Linked DNA regions of Mus musculus: region 1 is linked to region 2. Evidence: chromatin contacts called from public HiChIP or PLAC-seq data. All regions are on one chromosome and are shown on one strand. Each heading gives the region's core, a stretch centred on a gene start, on an enhancer-like site or on the middle of the called end of the contact. The rest is flanking DNA. Distances are from core to core; before and after follow the strand shown.

What was found. HiChIP or PLAC-seq counts read pairs in DNA pulled down with a chosen protein or histone mark.
Region 1: a contact with region 2 is called in an HNF4G HiChIP or PLAC-seq map of pancreatic cancer cells. The contact joins two enhancer-like sites. A contact is called at or near these places in 3 of 484 Hi-C or Micro-C datasets (the Patski cell line, embryonic fibroblasts and liver), 6 of 115 datasets of contacts at active chromatin or transcription factors (embryonic basal ganglia, embryonic forebrain, embryonic hindbrain and 3 more) and 3 of 9 other capture datasets (adipose tissue, liver and pancreatic islet).

What each region holds. Positions count from the first base shown.
Region 1 is chr7:144,445,882-144,448,581 of GRCm38.p6, reverse strand. All of the region lies in intron 12 of Cttn (cortactin), which reads left to right. Among named protein-coding and RNA genes, the nearest start is that of Gm34561, 16 kb to the right of the region's middle. Within about 2 kb of position 1,296, at least 76 of the 459 cell types and tissues checked have an H3K27ac peak or open chromatin away from gene starts, as enhancers often do. A contact at or near this core is called in pancreatic cancer cells, where this site is marked.
Region 2 is chr7:144,232,289-144,234,988 of GRCm38.p6, reverse strand. The region is part of intron 4 of Shank2 (SH3 and multiple ankyrin repeat domains 2); the gene reads right to left. Among named protein-coding and RNA genes, the nearest start is that of Shank2, 58 kb to the right of the region's middle. Within about 2 kb of position 1,273, at least 38 of the 459 cell types and tissues checked have an H3K27ac peak or open chromatin away from gene starts, as enhancers often do. A contact at or near this core is called in pancreatic cancer cells, where this site is marked.

The DNA of each region.
Region 1 (2,700 bases), core at 47-2,546, 210 kb before region 2:
GGTAACAGATTGCTCCTTCTCTCCAGATCCCCTCATCAGCCTGTTGTTGCTTTTAATCAGTTCCAGAACCCTGTAAGGTCAGCTGTGAGCTGGTGAAAGTTGTTTTTCTAGTATGTCAGCCAGTGGTGGGGAAAGCTATTGCTAGACAGCTCTGTGGGTTCTCCAGTGGTCTGGCAGGGGCTGCTTTCCTCTGCCTGAGGTGAGCTGCATACTCTCAACTGCACAGATGCCAATGTTCCTTCCTGCCCTTGACTGTGGTCACACATGGCGTGCCTGGGTCATCCCCTGAGTTGTTCTTCCTTTAGACTCAGCTCACTGTGGTTGGCTTCATCCTGGGCATCTCCCAGGTCACCAGGGTATCTCACAGGAGACCCCTAGAGCAAAGCTGGTGGCTTGTGCTAACTGGCCCTGAGGAAGCAAGATGAACTGAGTTTAAGAATGATGATATGTAGTCAGGTGGTGTGCACACCTTGAATCCCAGTACTCAGGTTGCAGAGGCAGGCAGATCCCTGAGTTCAAGGCCAGTCTGATCTACAGAGAGTTTCAGGATAGCCAGGCCTTTACAGAGAAACCCTGTCTCCAAAACAAAAACAAACTCATTGTGTGTATGCATGTATATGTGTATGTGCCACCAAGTATACTTGGTAGTCAAAGGACAGCTTGTGTGAGTTGGTTTCTACCATGTGGGTCCCAGGGTTTGAACTCGGGACACTGGGCTTGGAGGCAAGTGCCTCTACCCAGTGAACCCTCTCACTGGTCCCTGGGCTGAGGTTTGAGGGCAGATGGTCAGTGACAAAGCAGAGGATGGGACAGGAGCCTGCTTTGGGAACAAGGTCATTGCAGATATGGAAGAGTGAGGGTGGCGATTCTATTTCCTGCTGTGGGGGAAGCCTATGGAACATTCAGCCTTTACTGAAGGAGCCTGAGTCCGGGCACAGCTGCACACACCTGTAACCCAGCACTCGACAGAGCAGAGGGCGGGCTTGGTGTGATTCCAGGCAGTGGTGGAGGCTTGCAGAGTTGGGGGACTTGGGTAGAGAAGATGAGAGTGATAAGGCCTTAGGCAGCCAGGATGCTGCAAGGCTGCCTCAGTGGCAGGGGAGGGCCATGCAGCATGCTGAGGGGCACCCCTCAGGGTTTTACCTCTGCCAGTTGGAATAGACTGAGCAAGGAGGCTGGGTAAGGTGGCAGGAGACCAGGTGTGTGGTGGCTGAGAGCCCTGTTGCAGAAGACATAAGGAACTAAGTGTGTTAGTCAGAGGCTGGCATTGAGGAAGTTGTGGTGTCTGTGGTTAACAGTGATGGTAAAGATGGCGACCACTGACCTTGTGCACTCGTAGTCAGGAAATGATGTGGTTAGCATTGTCTCGTCTCCCCACCTCCTGCCAGCCAGGCATGGCCATTCTCTCCCTGTCTATTGTCCTATGGAGATGCCCAGGGAACTGTGGGCAGGATCAAGGCCCAGCTATGCCACGAGGCTGTTCTGAGAGCAGTGTTCATCCCGATAGTGACTAGGATAAGGTGGTAACCTCGATACCAGCCTGTCCTCTCCTGGACAGGAAAAGTGTTCCTCTGTGGTGCCTTGGGCAGCTGCAAGTTGTCCACGGACAAGAGTGGCCACCCTTGGGCTCCAGAGCCAGGTTCTGTGGAGAAAGGGCCAGAGTGAGGGCTGACTTGGCAGGATGGATCAAGGGCTGAGGACGGGGGGAGACTCAGGAAAGTGGAATTGCGATCAAGAAGCTGGACTGGGGCTGAGCGAGCCTCAGAGGTGAGGCTGGCTTAGGGTTGGGAAGGCCCTAGGTGTTACCCCAGCACACTTTAGAAAAAAGGGGGTGTTGTGATCTGGAAGGCAGGAGTGAGAGAAGGGAGCAGAGGGTGTGGAGATGGATCAGGGCTCCTCCAGGCAATTGCAGATCAGACAGGAGCCTCCTAAACAGCTAGGTGAGGGTTGTTCTGAAAGAGCAGGCTAGGGTCAGGTTTAGGGGCGGGGTGTCTGGGAAGAAGAAAAGGGGTGGTGAGAGCAGCTAAGGTGGGCCCAGCTCTGAGGGCCCTCAGCTGAGAGTGGCTTATGGGAGATCAGGCAGGGTTCATCTCCCATGGTCTCAGCTTCCCTGTGGAAGGGAGATGGACAGGGGCTGGTGGGGCAGGTCACACTGAGAGTAGCCCATTGGAATCAACGTAGTTGAAGGACACTACTTTCACTGGGGAGAGGCCCCTGGACCACCTTCAGTCTCCCTTCGTGTGGTATGTGTTGGGACTAGTGAATGTCCTGAACCCTGAGGTTCTTTTTAGAAGCCACATGGCTAGGGCTGTTGTTGGTGTCAAGAGACCTGTCAGCCCATGCTTAGGTCGGCCACTGACTTCCTCTGTCCCTACCAGAGTAATTCTGGAGCCTGTAAGCATGGTTGAGGTGTGGGAAGCTGAGAGAGCCTACAGAAGAGCAAGGAGGGGCCTGGTAAGGTGACCCTGTGACCCACAGAGCCTCACAATGACTCATGGTCTAAGTTCAGGAGCATGCACCTGCAGGATCATCAGTATGTCTGTGGAAGGGGAGCCGAGACCCAGTGACTGTGGAGTGCAGGATGGGGCAAGAGCTCTCTGTTGTGGGGGTGTTTTGAAAGCTGGGGAAGGCCCATATTCTCTAGGTTACAGCTGCCCTGGCTGTGAAGGAGCGGGGATAGTACTCCCTGATTCCTCTCTG
Region 2 (2,700 bases), core at 24-2,523:
CTCTGGCTACCCAGCAGGGGATGACCCCTGGCTGGTATCCAGCATACAGGGGCCTCTTGGCCTGGTGGACAATAAAAGCCAGGCCACTTTGTGCCCAGCAGAACTCACCCTGACTAAGCAGTCAGTGCTGCCACTGCCTGCATTAGGAATGGATGCTTCCCTCAGGTCTGGAACCAGTTAAACAGCAAAGACGAGGACCCAGGAGGTAAGTGGCAAGCTTGTGTCCACATCATGAGGCAGAGGGGGATGTGAGAGATGATGAGATAAGAGAGAATTTCCCAAGTTTCAGAATCCAGAAGGCAAGTGCATATCAAGACGTCACTGCTGGACTGATAGGAGGCTCAGTCAATAAAGCCCCTGCGCTTGCACACGGATAGGAGTTTGATCCCTAGATAAAAAAGAGCCAGGCACGGTGGCTCATGCTGGGTCTGTGGAAACAGGGGGCTCCCTGGTGCTGGCTGGGCAAACAATCCATACTACTTGGAATGTTCCAGGCCAAATGAGAGACACTGTCTCAAGAAAGAAACAGAAACACGGACAGCACCAGAGGAACATTTGAGTATGAACTTGGCTTCTATGTGCATGTGCATACACCTACACACACACAACCCTAGACACACATGTACACACACATGCCTATATACCACACACATACAACCCTACACACACCTACACACACATACACACCTACACATCACATACACACTTACAAACTACATACACACACATACCTACACACATCCATACACCTATACACCTACATACACACATACACATATACAACACCTACACACCTACACACATACCCATACAACTACACACCTATACACACGCTTACACACCTACATATACATCCATACCCCTACACACCTACACACACATACATACACCTACACACACCTTAAAACACACAAACATACACACCTATATACCACACACACATACACACACACACTTCAATGCAGAAGTATAGAAACAGCTATAAGGCTATGCACCATCCTTCATACAAAGACGAAGCTAAGAGCCAAGTGTGATGGCTCATGCCTGTCATCCCAGCACTGTAAAAGCAGAGGCCAGAGTTCAAGAGTTCAAGACCAGCTTTGGTTACCTAGCACGTTCAAGGTTAACCCAGGTTACATGAGCCTCTTCTGGAATACAGTGATACCACATCTCTCCTAGTTCAGCAGAGCTCGCTCTGAGACTTAGTGTGGATGTGTTTCCTCATACATAGTTATGTGATTAGGCAACTGTAACAGGCAAAGATAAGTCAGGCAGCGAGTACTCGCTGGGGTGATTTCCTTCGCTGTGTTTCCGGAAGCTGCATGAGTAAATGTTGCCCTATGATATTCATAAATGCCACTGACACCCAGAGCCAGCAACCTTAACCTATCAGCAGTGGCTGTGTGTCACGCTTCCATGAGTCAGCTGGAAATACTTGGGGACTCCTAAATGCTGAGTGTGGCAGCCAGATTCACCGACTCACCTGGGAGATCAGGGTTGGAATCCACACAGATTCCGGGCTTGCCAGAGAGATAGCTCGGGGGGGGGGGGGGGGAATCAGCCTGTGTCACACAGAAACTGCAAAGCCCAGAGTGCCATTAAGTTCATTTTGGAACAACTATGACAGTGAGCATTGTCCACACCTGCCTCACACCACCAGAGGCCACTGTCTGAAGAAGACATTAAAGCAAGATAATTAACACACAGTTGTCCCCATATCTGCAGGGACCCAGGACTCCGAAATAAACAGATGGCATAGTATTGGCACAATCCTACTGCCTCAGTCTCCCGAGTGCTAGGACTACAGGTGTGTACTACTGAGCCCAGTTAAAAGAATATTCTTCACTCTTGATTGGCTGAGTCCATCAATGTGGAATTTGGGGTTCTAGGGTGGTGGTGGCTGGAGATGTGGCAAGTGGTCATGACAACAGCAGGGTTGGACCTATTTCTCCCCCTCAGTCCTTGTGGTTCACCAGTGCACAAGGGAGGACACACCAAATGTAGGGAGTAAGGAGGGTGCTGGAGAGAACAGTGGTCCTTGAGCCTCAGAAACTGTCCTTCCTCACAAACACCCAGAACAGCAAGGATGACCCTTCTCCTCACAGGACAGTCCTTGGTTCAGTGACAATTCTTGAGTGGCCATACTTGCCTGTGGTGTGTGACATCACTCACAGGTGACAGTACCTGGAACTGTGAGTTAAAATCACTTAAGTTGTTTGTGCCCAACAGCCAGAGAAGTAACACACTCTTCAGGAGTTCCCACCCTTAGCCACCACTGTGCCTTTGTAGGTGAGAAGCCACCTCTCCCTGCTCTGCCTCCCATGTTGGGAACAGGCAAGGCCAGTGACCATGTGCAAATATGTTAGCGGCCCAGGCTGCCACTGAGGACAGGTGGCCTCCCAAGGTCCTGTGCTAGGTAGGTAGTAACACAAACTCCGCCTTCCTGGAGTCTGGGGGCTGAGTGCTATTCTAGGTCCCATGTGCACGCATTATGCATGCACTGAAGAACACCACTGTGCATTAAGGCCAAGGAAGTAGAGGGGCTTTGTGACTGTTGCAGGCTGGAATTTCCCATGCATATTCATGGCTCAGCAGAAGTCTTTCTCCTGTTTACTGCCCCCATGCTACAAATGCTTTAAATGAAGGATAATGAACCAAGCAGCCTATGCCAGGGCAGGGCAGGGCAGGGCAGGGGCAGGC